Regions from separate parts of the Mus musculus genome. Here regions 2 and 3 are each linked to region 1. The links are chromatin contacts, called in public HiCAR-type maps. All regions are on one chromosome and are shown on one strand. The core of a region is the stretch at or near the end of the contact, and the rest is flanking DNA. Distances in the headings are between cores, read along the strand shown.

Region 1 (5,024 bases), core at 679-3,178:
ACCGCTCAGCCCCTCCCCTCTCCTTCTCCGATACTGTCGCCTCATTCCAACTCCTAAATGCTCCCCCATCTCAGAAGGTTCGTCTCTGTCTTCTCCTGTTTCACTCTTGGAGTCTATTACTTCACCTCCTCTGGTAACTCAGAGAGTTGCTCTCCGAGGACATTAGTGCTGCTATTCTGTGGTCTCTCTTTCTCTCCTTTCTTCCACTCATTTGGCCAGAAGAAATCTATCCCAGCACGCCCATGATGGACAGAGAAGGCAAAGGGAGAAAATGGGGGAAGCCAGCGGGAGGAAGAAGACCACAGGAGCTTCCCAGCGACACAGCTGGGAGGCAGAAAGATGGGGAAACTCCCGCATAGGACCTTCAGGGATTACCTCCCCTCCCAGTCCCATGGGAGTCCCCAACGACTCTTGTCTGATGGGACAAGAATGTTCTGTTGATTCCCCATGTGGAGGACTCCCTTGTAGAATAGTGGGAGCAAAAGGAAAAAAAGACAAATGAAAGAAAAGAGAGATGGAGGGAGGAGGGAAGAGATGGAGGGAGGAGGGGGAGAAAGAGAGCTAGCACTGCTACCTTAGCAGGTGGAAGCAGGAGGCAGACAGGCCCATCCCCAATCCCTCCCCCCTCCCCCCACCCCCCTCTACCCCTGCCTCTGTGCTGGAGGCCCTGCTGAGAGGGGAGGCCTTGCCTGAGATACTCTTAGTGTCCTGCCCTGCTTCTGGTTCTCCTTGTGCCTCTGGAAAATCACCGTGATCCTTGGAGCTGGTAGACACGCGTGTATGCGCCATGTCAGTTCAGCCCGGCAACCGCTGGAGCAGGAGGCATTGCGTTGGAATGATCAGTTTAGAAAGTAAACTCCTCCAGGTTGAGCTTTCATAGAAATCCTAGTGTTCCCTGTGCTTGGTTTCCCACACTGGTGCATAGTAGGTGCTCAATGCTGATGCAATCTAATTGATGCAAGGTGATTTATTTTTTACAGGCAGGCCTCCAGAAGTCCAAAGCCAGGGCCATTTTCCCGTGGAAACAGACCAGACTCTATCTAACCTTGACTTCCAGTTCAGTATACCCACCGTGACAGTCCCAGGAAGGGCAGGGGCGCACACTCCCATATCTCCACAGAGATTGCCTGGCAGCAAGGGCAGTACAGAGGCTGTGTGTAGACTCAGTGTCACCCCTTCTATGGCCTTAGATGCAAGTCCTAAGGGCTGGAGAGATGGCTCCGTGGTTAAAAATGCTTACTGTTCTTGTGGGGGATCCAGTACTGACCTCAGAGGGCTCACACTGCCTTTACCTCCAGTTCCAGAGGATCTGAGCCCTCATTTGGCCACTGTGGTGTCTTATTAAGGTTTCTATTGCTGTGCTGAATACACCATGACCAAAATCCAAGTTGAGGAGGAAAGGGTTTATTTCGCTTACACTTTCATATCACTGTTTGTCATTGAAGGAAATCAGGACAGGAACTCAATCAAGGCAGGAACTGATGCAGCGGCCATTGAGGGGTGCTGCTTAGTGGCTTGCTCCCCATGACTTGCTCAGCCTGCTGGCTTATCGAACCCAGGACCACCAGCCCAGGGATTGCCCCACACCCAACTGGCTGGGTCTGCCTCCATCGATCACTAATCAAGAGAATGCCCTACAGCCGGATCCTATAGAGGCATTTTCTCAGTTGAGGTTTCCCTCCTTTCAGATATCTCGCTGTGTCAAGCTATCATAAAACTGCACAGCACAATGGGTACCTGCACTTACATACACAACACTCACCCCGGCCCCACACAGACGTACAGATACGATCTTCTGTTTGTTTTTGTTGTCTGAGACACCACACCCTCTGCTGGGCGTCTATCAAGGGAAAGAATAGATGGAGGCCAGTAACTGGGTTTCTTTGGTGTGTGTCTCACCAGGGCACAGCAGATGGAGCCCGTGGCCTCCGGCTCACTCCAGGCAGGAAGGATGCTGGGCTTTTCCCAAGGAGAGGGGGTTGTGTAATGATCCCACTGCCTTGGCCTCCCTGACCCCGCCTTTGGCTTCCAGAGACTCCGTGCCCTCAGAAATTCCGCCCACTGCTCTCTTTAGGGGATTTCCTTTCTCAGGGAGAACAAAATGACCTCTTTTGGTTTTTCAAAAACTGCCTGGGAACGAGTTTCCCAGAGCTGACCTAACTCTCGGCAGACGACTCAAATGGAGTCCTTTCTTGTGAGCCTTGCCTCTGCGGCCCTGGTCTCCACTCCCACCCACAGAGGCCAAGTCTCTCCTCTAACCTGGGTGTTTCTCCTTCAGACATGACTGAGGTCTGCCAACAAGAGAGAGTGTCAGGCTGGACGCCCAGAGGGGCTAGATAGCTAGGCCACAGAACCACTAGTTACCTTAAGGCCCAGGGAACAATGGCTGGCACATTAAATTCTTGTTGTTATTAGTCCGGTTCCAGTGAATGATGGCATGAGCCGTACATGTATATGTATAGGGGTGTGTGTGTGTGTGTGTGTGTGTGTGTGTGTGTGTGTATGTACAGATATGTGTATATGCAAGTGCCTGAGATCTGGTGTCTTCTCAGTGGATTTCATGTGTGTATGTGTATGAATATATATGTGTATGTGTAAATAAATATATATTTATATATAATTTAAACATATAAAATATATACATAAATTTATATAAACATATCAATGCATAAATTTATATAAATACATAATTGTTTGTTTAAATTTATATAAATATTTATATAAATATAGGTAAATATATAAAGATATATATTTCTTTTTTCTTTTCTTTTTTTTTTTTTTTAAAGATGAGGTCTCTCACTGAACCTGGAACGAGCTCCAGGTATCCTCCTGGTTCTTTCTCTAGCCACTGCAGTCTCTTGTCTCTGAGCCTTCTCTTATCTTTTAATAAAGAAAGAGGAAAACAGAGTCAACTTTCCTCGGTTTCTTCACTTCCCAAGGCTTGCACAAAGCTGGGTATGATGGTCTATGTCTATAATCCCCAGTACTTGGAAGCAAGAAGATTAGGAGCTAAGCTACATAGCAAGTTTGAGGCCAAAAAAAAAAAAAAAAAAAAAAAAAAAAAGTATGTGTTTTTCAGGGAAGACTTAGCATACAAGTCTACTTGTGGTTACTGTTGGGCTCCTACTCAGCAGGAATTAAAGGCTGGGGCACAGAGACGGGCACTGCACACGTGCCAAATCTGAGTTCCAAGAGAATTGGCTACTTTGGATTTCCAGCAGATCTTGAAGGATGTGTGAGAAATTGCTTGGTTTAATCAGTGTTTGCTTAGTGTCAAACCTATCTGAAATGTCCTGATAAGGGCTTGGGGGTGGGCTTTGTTTGGGGTGCATAAGGCAATAAACTGGAGGAGGTGCAGTTCCTGCCCTTCAGAAAACTGGCAGTACCCCACACCCCTGGACAGTCTTTCACACACCCATGCCTGGCCAGCTCTGAGGCCTGGGGGATGCCTGGTGCTGCATCAGCCTTTGGAAGCAACCTGGGGGTGTTGTTCAGCTCAGCCTATGATCTGATCTCCATAGACAGGAAAGAGATTGTGAGGGGACGGGGAAGGAGAGCAGGCATGCATGCAGACACACATGCCTATGTGTGGTATGTGGGGTGAATCTGCTCCCTTTTCAAGCTGAGAGGTCTAGAGTGGAGGAAGAGGCCAACCCTCTCCTCTTGCTCACAACACACAGAGCAACCACTGATCTCAGTAGGGAGTCGCAGCCACAGTAATGCCCCCCCCCCCCAGTGACACAGACACTTGGCTTGCCACCCACGCCCTCTTCATCGTTCACATGACTCCTGTGACCTCTGCCAAAATGAATACCAGATTCCAGGAAAGAAAGCTCCTGGGAACCCGAACCTGTGGAGTTGGAGGGGAGTCCAGTGATGTCACTACCGCTGCTACATGCACATCAGAAGCGTCCCAAGGAGAGGAAGCAAGCCCACCCTATCCCTAGGGTGGCAAAGCATTTCAGTAGCTGTTAGGAAGATGAACCCTGAATCCCCTGAGTGGTTTGCTCAATTCCTGGGCTACTGTGATATCTTAAGAATGTTTTGGATGCAATACTTTTAACTGGATTGAATTAAATATCCATGTGTTCTCTGGATGGGCACCGGGTGAGAGACTTAGAACTAACTGCTGAGCATGTTACTCAACACTCCACTCGGGAAATGAGTCTGAGTGTTCAGAGTGTGCAGATGCTTTTTGCCCCGCGATGTATTTTGTGCTTGTTTTTTCCATCTTGTTGAAACAACTGGGAGCCGGTTCTGTGTGCTGCGCTCACCACCAGTGTCCTGGACAGCCCGGCGACTGGGCTTTCATTGTTCCGGAATGGTCAGCAGCATAATTTTGCAGGGATAAAATGCAAAACTGTAAAAAGGGGTAAAAAGAGGTAAAAATGATCCACATACGAGAAGATGTATAATTGGTTGAAATACTTGAGTGTCAGGTTAAGCTCTTGGTGGTTGTTTTAAGACAGGGCTTTACACTGTGTAACCCAGGTTGGCGTTGAACTCATCTGTCTTGTTTTTTTTTTTTTGTTTTTTTTTTGGTTTTTCGAGACAGGGTTTCTCTGTGTAGCCCTGGCTGTCCTGGAACTCACTCTGTAGACCAGGCTGGCCTCGAACTCAGAAATCCACCTGCCTCTGCCTCCCAAGTGCTGGGATTAAAGGCATGCGCCACCACTGCCTGGCGGGAATTTAAATTCCTAAAAAACAGCACATACACCATGTTCTACCCTTCCCTACGAGCAACTGCAGTTATAAGAGAAAAGTTCACATTTATCCTGGGAATTCAGGTTTTAAGGTGCCTATACTTTTGCATACACATGTCCTATATAGCTCAGCACATTAATACATACATACATTGTAACTACAAACAATTACCTAAAAAGAAGGGCTGACACAGGTCCACCCCTGTGCTACCTGTGCCCTATCTTCTACCCCCTTGTCCTTCAGTTTTACCCTGTCAAGCCTAGCTGAGTATTGAATAGGTCCAGACTCTGATCAGGGACTGAAGATACACAGTAAACCGT
Region 2 (5,024 bases), core at 900-3,399, 310 kb after region 1:
CAAGCTGACAAGACAGGGGAATATTATTCATTCAAACCACCACAGGGAGTTTGTTGACACCATTGGAGTGATTATTTAATTATATGGGGACTTCCTTCACCAAGTAGCCATACTTGTGCTGGAATTTGAAAGTACCTTAGAAGTTATCCATTGAAGAAAGCAGATGCAAGTCCCTCTGGAGAAATATCATGAGAAGAGACACTAAAAAATAAAAACCTAGAGAGACTGCAGATGTCTAGGGAATGGCGAAAAGAAATTGGCAGTTACAGGAGAGAATTTTCAAGGAAGTAGAATAAAATAAGATTATGAACTGGGCACCTGGGAGGCTGAGACTCAAGTCTGAGGCTAGCCTGGGCTACATAGTAAGATCCAGGTCAGCCTGACCTATTAGAAGACTCTGCTCCAAAAACAGTTCCTGAGCTGGCCAGCCTTTTGTTCCAGCACTCAGGAAGTAGAGGCAGGTAGGTCTCTGTGAGTCTAAGGATAGCCTGGTCTACATACCAGGGCTGCATAGGGATACCTGTTTAAAAACAAAACAAAACAACACAACAACAACAACAACACCAGTTCCCAACCTCATAGTCTCAAAGCAGCTGGCCACTTCCCAAGTCTGACCCTGCCTTCAAAGCCATGGAGTGGACACTGTGCAAGTGATAGAGTGCTTGCCTGGCAAACACAGAGCCCTGGGTTCAGTCAGCAGTACCCCACAAACTGGGTGTGGTGATACCCTGGTAATCCCAGCACTGAGAAGGTAAAGGCAAGAGGAGTGGGAGTTCAAGACTACCCATGATGGTACAGCAAGTTCAAGGCCGGCCTGGGCTACCTAAGAGTCTATCTCAAAAAAGAAAGAAAGAAAGAAAGAAAGAAAGAAAGAAAGAAAGAAAGAAAGAAAGAAAGAAAGAAAGAAAGAAAGAAAGAAAGAAAGAAAGAGAGAGGGGGGAGGGAGGGAGGGAGGGAGGGAGGGAGGGAGGAAGGAAGGAAGGAAGGAAGGAAGGAAGGAAGGAAGGAAGGAAGGAAGGAAGGAAGGAGAAGGAAGAAAGACCTTGAAATAAATACTTAAGTTTGTTATGGAAAACAACAAAACCCTCATTCTCTGAGGAAACACAGACATTTAATGGTAGCAAGGAAAGATTCCTGAGACACCCCCCCCCCAATCCGTGAGGATTTGTAGACCATCACTGGTTGCTAGGGGAGGGAGAGACTGTCTTCAATAGTGTTGCTAGTGGCAAAATACCTATGCTCCTGTAAATAACCTCTCACCCATACTCCTGTGAGCAACTCTGATGGGGGGGAAAAGGCACAAATGTGGGAGGGATCTAGGAATAAAGAAAAAGAGATTAGTGGGATGGGGAGGGACATGAGAGGGTAACAGGGGTGAATATATTTGAAACATATTATGCACATGTATGAAAATGTCATAATGAAACCCATTATTAGGTATAATTGATATTTACTAACAAAAACTTAAAACATCAGGAGTAGTGTCACATGCCTTTAGTCCCAGCACTAAGAAAACAGAGGCAGGAAGATCTCTGTGCAGTCGAGACTGGTTTGATCTGTATATTGAGTACCTGTCTTAGAAAAATCAAACAAAGGCAAAGATAGCTATAGGTTATTTTTAAATATACAAATAACTCTGTTAAACTGGTGAGGGAAAATGGCCAGAAATAGAGAGGAGGCAGGAAAGGCACCTAGGGGACTGTCATCATAGAGAATAGAGGCAGAGAGGCGGTGGACTGATGGCAGGTTCGTTACACAAGAGAGGAGGAGGTACCGCGACCGGACAGACACAGGAAGGTGAGGGAGACGGAGCTTGGAGCTTCCGGAATGAGCTCGAGGTTTTCAACTCAGCTCCGGGGATGTTGATGCTATTAACAAGGTCTGAGGGACAGGACAGTCTCTGGGGCAGACATCGGGGAGAAAATAACTATATCCACGCTTAGAAATTCAAGTTCCCGGATTGTCATTAGCTAGAACCAATCTATAACTGAGTAGCAGCAATATTCCTTCTTAAAAAAGAAGCCCTTGTGAGCGGAAGCAGGGATTTTATTGTTGGCTAAAAGAAAGCCCCTGTCTTTGAGTCTCAGCCCAGCCTCGCCTACCCACTGGATCCAATGTGCTCAGACCATGGAAACATCTGGAGTGGCCACGTTTCCTTACTGAGGCCAAAACAAGTTAAGTGGTGTGCAGCTTTGTCTCACCTCCGCCCTGCATCTCTCCTGGGAGGATGCAGCCCGTGTTTACTGAAATAATGTGCAGGAAACAAAGATAACACAGAAAGTAGGTTCTGGAGGCCCTTCAGGATCGATTTTCAAAATAATTCATAAAAAAAAAGTTAACATAATTGACTGTTTTGTATTCAAGACTGGCTTCATTGTCCTCAAATACACTTTTAAATATTTTTAATATATTCGTGAATTAATTCAGCTTGCAGAGAATTGTTCTGTAATAAGAAAAGATAATTGCTAGATGGTTGGATTTTTTTTTTCCCTTCAGTGACTGACTTTATAACTTTTGGCAAGTCACTTGACCTTTTGACAGTGAGGTCCTCGATTGTGAAACAAGGAAAAGAATGTTTAACTCTTAGAAGAATAGTATCAGGGCTTGTTCAATCAAAGGCTCTGAAATAAGCCTGTGCCCTTGGGGAGAAGGTATTCACAAACACTGAGTTTGAATAATTAGTACTATTTCTTTTGAATAGAATAATTTGCTGTCTTTATGGTGAGCAACCCTCCATTGTACATTGTTGCAGAAGATAAAAAAGGAAAAGAAATATGATCCTTCCCTTCAAGGAATTCCCTATCTCAGGAGGAAGACAAACAATGAACTCATAAAGGAGTGCAATTTCATAAATGGCCAAGGGAAATACTAGAAGAAAAAAAAGAGGGGGAAAAAATCTCAGTTTGCCTGCTGGCTGGAGATGCAGCTGGCTTAGCATGGCCTGAGAACTAGGTTCAATGGAAGCACGGGGAAGTTACCTGAATTAACTGCTTTACAAAAACATCCAGGGCTTCCATTGACTCTTCTCTCAATGAATAACTTCAACAGCTTTCTCTCCATGCATGCTGCGTAAGGAAAGACGTGGCTTTCCTGTTGAATATTTTATTTATCACAAGGAAGTGATGTCTGAGAGAACTGGCCTGGATCTAAACCACTTACATTTAATTACTGATGTGTGACTTGGGCAAGCTCCTTAGTCACTTAATGAGACTTCTTCGTCTGTAAAATGGGATGGGTGGTAGCATTCTGTGGAGGGACTGAAAACTGCAAGCACTAAAAGTACTTAGAAGTGGCCGCTGCTGAAGTGCCCAGGAGAAGTGCACACCGGCACATGGGTGTGTCTTTCTCTCAACTTCTCTCTGTCTTATCCTTCATGCTCAAGTCTATGCTAAAATCTCCTCACTATAAACTCCACCAGTGCTTCATTTAAAATGAGGAAAAGTGCCTTTGGGGCTGGTACAGGCTCTGTTCTGGAGTTGGAATCCCAACTCACGACTGCCAGGAAGGCTAGTTGCAGGGAGGGAGCCCCAACACTCTGGCCTCTGTGGGTACTTGCATTCACACACACACAGAATATTTAAAAATAAAAAATGTTGAAAATGGTTGGTACAAGCAGCAGAGGAACAGGAGTTAAGAAAGGAAAAATTCCTGTCATGTCTTTAGTGAGCTTGAGGTTGACTTGGCCTGAAGATAAACAGGTCTTGACATCATATCTGTCCGTCACGTCATTGACCTCTCTTTGTCTCTGTCTCTGTCTGTCTGCCTGCCTGCCTCCCTCTGTCTCTGTGTGTGTGTCTCTCTGTGTGCATGTCTGTGTGTCTGTGTGTCCCTCTTCTGTTTGAGACAGGAGGTTCTTGCTATCCAGACTGAGTCTCCTGTCTCAGCTGGGATTCCAGGCCTAATGCACAGCTGTCGTTTCATTAAGGGGTCAAATCAATAAAAGGAGGCTTCTCACGAGCTCCTGTGTATTTGGTGGATACATGTCTCCTATGGCAACAAGCTGAGAGTACCAGAAATAGTTTATTCTCCCTGATAGAGAGATGGAACAGATGCTGCCCACCAGAAGCACTGTACTGTGCTCTCACCAGTTTGCGTTGTCCTGTGGGTCAGAAGGCTTCTGGACTCCAGTGATCGAGATGTAGCAGGACATCCTCTATAAAAGGAGATCTCACTATGCCTGGAAACTGCCTTGAGAAGACAGAACATACTTGGTGGTTAACGTGTGCCTTGAGCAACCTATAAAGCCACTGGTGTTAAAAGCCATGATGAAAGATGGCTGGCAGTGGCTTCCACTGCCGTGACAGTCTCTAGTGTCTGCGTGGCTAATTTAGAATTCTCTAGAGCCTGTGGCAGGCCTAAACGAGAATAATAATCCTATCAAGAACCCAATTTTATCATCACAAAGACATTCTCTCTTCAACAAATACCTATTCTCTTTTTTGATAAATAGCTCTTAATTTGATATCGGATCCTGATAATGACTATTTGACTGTAGACATGCAGAGATTAGTTAGTTGGGTTGCTTATCACCAGCTGGGCAGGATTTTCCTTCTCTCTAATCCGAGATAGTGCCCTGGAGCAGGGAGCGGCCAGCAGCATTCCGTCACTGAGGGATACAGCAATGGAGAGTTTGGTCTGATGTAGGTCCTTAAACCTGAGACCCTCTCATTAGCCACAAACTGGTTCCCCTCCTTCACCCCACATAGCATCATGATATCCATAGGCATGATAAAGTGAGGAAGAAAATCTCTAACCAACTTACAGGTTGTGTTGGACTAGATACCAGCACTGTGTGGCATTAGATGCACCCAGAGTGGCCCTGGAAAACACTCCCCTTCCTGCTGGGGAGAACTTTACTCAGAAGTGTAGTTGCCTGCTTCCTGGGATCCCCTGACAGCCATCAGTGACTTGTGGATGGGACCCAACATTTTGGCTGAATGGTCAGGCACTTGGGGAAACATGAACAGCGAATATTAGCAACCATGTGCAGAAGCTACTGACAATATACGAAATTCTTAGGCTAG
Region 3 (5,024 bases), core at 1,310-3,809, 270 kb after region 1:
GGCTTTCCTTAGGAAGGAGGCTCTAGGAAGATCTAGGATCTTTAGGGCTCACTGACGATATGCCAGCTACTGTCCTCAAATGAGAAGAGATCTCTGAGGAAGACTCCACAAAAAGACCACCATGTGGGGGAAGTGGGTACTGCCACACAGGAGTTGGCAGGCACAGCTCAGGGAGAAACGTCGCTATGCACTGCTGTCTGCCAAAATCTGTTCTCATTGTCCTTGTCATAGCAGTGCAAATGATGTGCGCCACATCAGGTCTTAGTCTTAACACTTAAGACACACAGTTCTCAACAGTGTGCACCGATTAGGAGGCGAGAAGTGCTCATCCCTCAAAATCAACCGTAAACAAGGAAGGCCCTCTAAGGAATGGCAGATGAGGACCATAATCCCACATCCAGATAGCCCTGAACCACTCACCACAGACCCACCACATAAAAGAAAACCAGGTATCAATGTTTGGTAGATGACTTTCTTGTTGGGGTTCTTTGGTACAGGGGTCTAGTGCTATGCTATTGCAGAAGCTACACCACGTACTCCAACCTACCCCAGACATCCAACTCCAACCCTATCTAAAGGGAAACTCCATCTTGGGAAAACATAAACAAACCGCTGCTGCTTCTTGAGGTCATCTGTACACAGTGGTCACAGTGTCACAGAAGTCTCCATTGAATTCATTCATCCAACGAGCTTTTCTGAGTACAGACTGCCAGACAGAGGATACCAGGCTGTGTGTACACCAGAGACACAAAGCCAGTGGAGGAAGACAGTTAATAGCCCCTCGGTGCCGCATCATTTCACCCAGATTTTAAAGCTCAGATCCTCTCTCCCCCGTCCCCGAATTTTACAGTGTCTCCTGCATAATAGATATTCTAAATATTTCATAAGAGGGACTAAGAAATCACTGAGTTTATATTAGCATCGGAGTATTCATCTAATGGGGTAAATCCTGGCGACAGTACCACACCCCTCACCTCACAGGCCTGCAGCCTTTCCCCTCAAGTTCAGAATCAGATGAACTATAGATCTGGCATAACATAAAGACAAATACAAATACGATGAAGGAGAGTTTGAAATCAGTGGTCTTCCGGGAAGAGCTGAAACTCCACTAGACCTTTAGCAGCTGCATTTAGGGGGCAGTCAAGGGGGAAGAGAGCATCTCTGTGGTGTGCAGAAGCCCACTGTGACTGAAATGCAGAGCCAGGCACACAACCAGCACTGCCTCAGCTTCCACCTAAGAGGCCCAAAGCTCCTTCCCTTCACATCTGCATCACCTCCTGGTGCTTAATGGGCAGTTCTGCTCTGTAGCTTCCTAATTTCATTATTATGTAGAAGATAGCATTTAAATGGCTGGTCCTGACAAGTCTCTGATCAGAGGAGGCAAGAATCTCTATACAGGCTGGAGAGATGGCTCAGCAGCTAAGAGCACTGACTGCTCTTCCTTCCAGAGGTCCAGAGTTCAATTCCCAGCAACCACATGGTAGCTCACAGCCACCTGTAATGGGCATCTGATGCCCTCTTCTGGTGTGTCTGAAGACAGCAACAGTGTATTCATATACATATAAATAAATAAATCTTAAAGGTCACCAGACAGTTGCTTCTGAGAAGGCATTTATATGGACTGTCTTTGTAGTATTCATACGGACTGCTGACATCTCTGTAGGTAACTGGAGTTTCCGCGGTTCCCATGGTGTTTTCTGTTCTTGTCACAACTCTGTGTCCCAGGATTAGCATTAGGGATCTGTTGATAGGTTTGCTCTCCTACTAGACCACATTTTTCTTTCTTCTTCTCTTTGGTTCTTTGGTTATAGACTAGCTATGCAGCCCAGGCTGCCTGGAAGTCAAAATCCTCCCGCTACAATGATAGCCGTGCCGCCTAATTGTTTTTAACCTCCTATTCCTCAGGCACTGCTTAAAGCCATCTTTTAACCCGGTCGTCACCTCCAGTCACTCGTTCACCCCACATGCAGCTTCACTGCTGCTTCAGACAGGACACATCAGACTTTTAGATCCAAGGCACCCTGCGGCCAGAGCTGCCTTCCCGTTTGAAAGGCAAGAATGCCACATTCTTTTCTCTCTCTCTCTCTCTCTCTCTTTCACCTTCACTTCTATCTAATTTATTAAGGCTTAATATTTCCAATGCATAAGAAAAACAGCAAGTCCCACATAAAACATTCCACTGGTTGAGTTTCCAGCCTGTCTCAAGCTGTCAGATGTTCCCGCAGATGTCTACTGCCTAGGCTCATGAATGACCTTTCCTGTCTTGTCTTTTGTTTCTCTGTGCTTCCTTGAGATTTCCTGTTTGATTAGCCACACACTTGGGTGTTCAAGCTCCATGTGTCATTATTCACCATAAAAGGGACTGGGAAAGTAACCAGCCAGTTAAAACACAAAATGATGTAGTAACAAAAACAGCTGCATCTGAGAAGAAGGCCAAGGAGACAGTGGGGATCCAGGCAATCTGTAAATTTCAAAACCAAGACCCATTCAGTCAGGCATGGTTCACAGGCTGCTGACTGGGGCACTGGAGGCCCGTTTCATAACTGAAGCTCACCAGAGCCATGAATGAATCTGCTTTCCGTTACCTCTCAGCCACATCCTCGAGGCCGCCCCCACCCACAGTCGGCCTTAAGGGACTGAGACGGCTTCTCGGTCTCTTTCTCTCACAGAAAAGCCAATACCAACTAAAAGGCTTCCAGAAAAACGTTAACTTCCATTTTATTTCCCAATCTAAGAAACAGGTCCTCGGGCCCTTCCCTAAAGCAACCATGAAAGTCAAAGCAGGACAGATACAGACACAAGAACGGCAAGCACAGGCCGCCGCAAGTCCACATTCTCTAGACATCTGGAAGGTTTGTCTGTTTCCAGAGTCTCCCCTAGTCATGATCCACACCCACCACTGCCGTCTGGGCCAGCACAGCCCAGTTTTACACGGGATGTCATCAAAAACCAAAGCCTTCTCAAGATGACTACCAAACCAAGTGGTTCCCATGTCCACCACAGGTCAGTGCTAACTTCTATCTCGGCATGGGGTAAAAACCCTGACGACAGCAGTAAACATGCTTGAACTTCTAAAGTTGATAAAAGTAAACAAACTTTATCACAGCTGCATTACAGATGTTTCCATAAACTTTCATAATCTGTAAAATTCTAAGAATCTGTAATCTCTTGGGAAGTTTCTATTGCATGTGTTTATCTAAAATACTCACTATAAATTCCAACTCTGCATAGAAGTGATCTACAAAGTCAATCTGGGGCATGCGGTCTCCTGATCGCAACACTTTTCCCACGAAGTGGTCTTAAGGCATCTAACAAGCGTCATCAGTCCCCACCCCATAACCTTCATCCCAGCTTCTCCCCACATCCAACATGAACAACTGCAAGGAAAATTCTTAGGATGCTCGCTTGTATCAAATTATGATCTCATATTAAAACACAAGTCAAAAACTTAGCTGAGCGTGATGATGCACACCTTTAATCCCAGCACTCGGGAGGCAGAGGCAGGCCAATCTCCACGTGTTCAAGGCCAGCCTAACCTTCCCAATGAATTCCAAGCCAGCCAGTTACATGGTGTGACCCTGTCTTTAAAAAAACAAACATAGAACCTCAGGGGATGAAGAGAAGGTTCAGCAGCTATGAGCACTTGCTGCTCTGTCAAAGGACTCAGGTCCAGTTCCTAGCACCTACATCAAGCATCTTATTACTGTCTGTGACTCTGGTCCCAGGGGATTTAACACTGTCCTCTACCCTAGCCCCTAAAAGCATCAGGCTCACCAGTCACAGGTGAAGTCACTAGACCTATCAGACTATTTGATGTGATGAGCAGGAACACCTGAGAAACGCAGCTGAGCAGATTAACTACAAGCCTCAGGCAACCACACCACCATTAACTGTATGCATTACTGTGTACACATGCATGTGGTGGGTACACATGCCATGGTGTGTATATATACTTGTGCATGTCTGTAGGTCAGAGAACAGCTTTATGGGGTCAAGTCTCTCTTCCTACCCTTATACAAGTTCCAAGAATCAGACTCAGGTCCCTAGGCTGAATAAAGTCCCTTTATCCACTGAGCCATCTCACCAACCCCAATTTCCTTGGTATGAGTTTAAAATAAATTAAACTCGAATCCTTTTGTCAAAATATTTTTAACAGCTTAAACTTCCCTAAGGACTGTTGTTGAGTCTTGGGCTCCCACAGCTGCCTAAGGTAACTCTGAACTTCTGACCTCCATCCCACCTCCCAGGCATTGCATGGATATAGGCATGTATGACTATATATAGGATTTACCTATATTCTCTACAAACTCCATAATTTCATTATTACTACTCTAGTTAGCCACTATCTTGATCCATTTCCTGCTGCTATATTCAGACTGAGTAATTTAAAATAAACAGAAATTGACTTGGCTCAAGGTTCTGGAGGCTGAGACATCCCAAAGCCTGCTGGTACCTACCTGGTAAGGGTCTTCTTGTGGATTGTAACACAATGGAAGCATCCCACAGCAAGAGCATAAATAAACCAGGAGGATCCAAACTGACTTTCACAATAAACCCACAGCCATGCCAAAGACACTTAGAGCAGGTCTTCATAAATAACCACCCCTCTGTCAACACGAGAAGACTGGATCGGTGGCCGAGGCATGAACTTGGTACACATTTAAACCACAACAGCCACCTACTCTAAAAGTGTTCACCTCCCAGAAGCTAAGGTTCTAAATGTTGTAAGTTAAGGACACAAAACTGAAATTCCATGTCAATCAATAGTTTTACATTGCCAAGGAGCAATCTCGTATTCCTAAGATGGTCATAGAATTTAGAAATCTGCAGGCAAACTTTTTCCTGCCTTCAATTACAGTGTGAGCTGAAGGCGGGAAATTATTACTTCCTAGTGCCTGACAACGCATTCCGTGTTCTCCCTACACCCTTTCTTCTCCTGGAAAAGGTAGGACATTTTCATTCTCTTTGGAATCAATTGATAGAACACGCCAAGAACATATTTTACCAGTGGGAGGGGGAGGAGA

What was found. HiCAR-type assays count read pairs that join an accessible place to other places.
Region 2: a HiCAR-type map of fibro-adipogenic progenitors shows a contact between it and region 1, with 8 times the contacts expected there. The contact joins two enhancer-like sites. A contact is called at or near these places in 1 of 15 datasets of contacts at CTCF or cohesin (the NIH/3T3 cell line), 2 of 484 Hi-C or Micro-C datasets (liver and uterus), 4 of 115 datasets of contacts at active chromatin or transcription factors (embryonic stem cells, extraembryonic endoderm stem cells, fibro-adipogenic progenitors and 1 more) and 1 of 9 other capture datasets (embryonic stem cells).
Region 3: a HiCAR-type map of fibro-adipogenic progenitors shows a contact between it and region 1, with 3 times the contacts expected there. The contact joins two enhancer-like sites. A contact is called at or near these places in 9 of 39 promoter capture datasets (the 3T3-L1 cell line, 3T3-L1-derived adipocytes, the C10 cell line and 4 more), 1 of 15 datasets of contacts at CTCF or cohesin (the NIH/3T3 cell line), 10 of 484 Hi-C or Micro-C datasets (the AML12 cell line, CD8 T cells, embryonic fibroblasts and 6 more), 4 of 115 datasets of contacts at active chromatin or transcription factors (embryonic stem cells and fibro-adipogenic progenitors) and 1 of 9 other capture datasets (adipose tissue).

What each region holds. Positions count from the first base shown.
Region 1 is chr1:153,046,368-153,051,391 of GRCm38.p6, forward strand. All of the region lies in intron 1 of Nmnat2 (nicotinamide nucleotide adenylyltransferase 2), which reads left to right. Among named protein-coding and RNA genes, the nearest start is that of Nmnat2, 94 kb to the left of the region's middle. Within about 2 kb of position 1,929, at least 83 of the 459 cell types and tissues checked have an H3K27ac peak or open chromatin away from gene starts, as enhancers often do. A contact at or near this core is called in adipose tissue, fibro-adipogenic progenitors, muscle stem cells and 1 more, where this site is marked.
Region 2 is chr1:153,352,097-153,357,120 of GRCm38.p6, forward strand. No RefSeq gene overlaps it. Among named protein-coding and RNA genes, the nearest start is that of Lamc1, 22 kb to the left of the region's middle. Within about 2 kb of position 2,150, at least 27 of the 459 cell types and tissues checked have an H3K27ac peak or open chromatin away from gene starts, as enhancers often do. A contact at or near this core is called in fibro-adipogenic progenitors and uterus, where this site is marked.
Region 3 is chr1:153,315,177-153,320,200 of GRCm38.p6, forward strand. All of the region lies in intron 1 of Lamc1 (laminin, gamma 1), which reads right to left. Among named protein-coding and RNA genes, the nearest start is that of Lamc1, 15 kb to the right of the region's middle. Within about 2 kb of position 2,560, at least 56 of the 459 cell types and tissues checked have an H3K27ac peak or open chromatin away from gene starts, as enhancers often do. A contact at or near this core is called in adipose tissue, fibro-adipogenic progenitors and muscle stem cells, where this site is marked.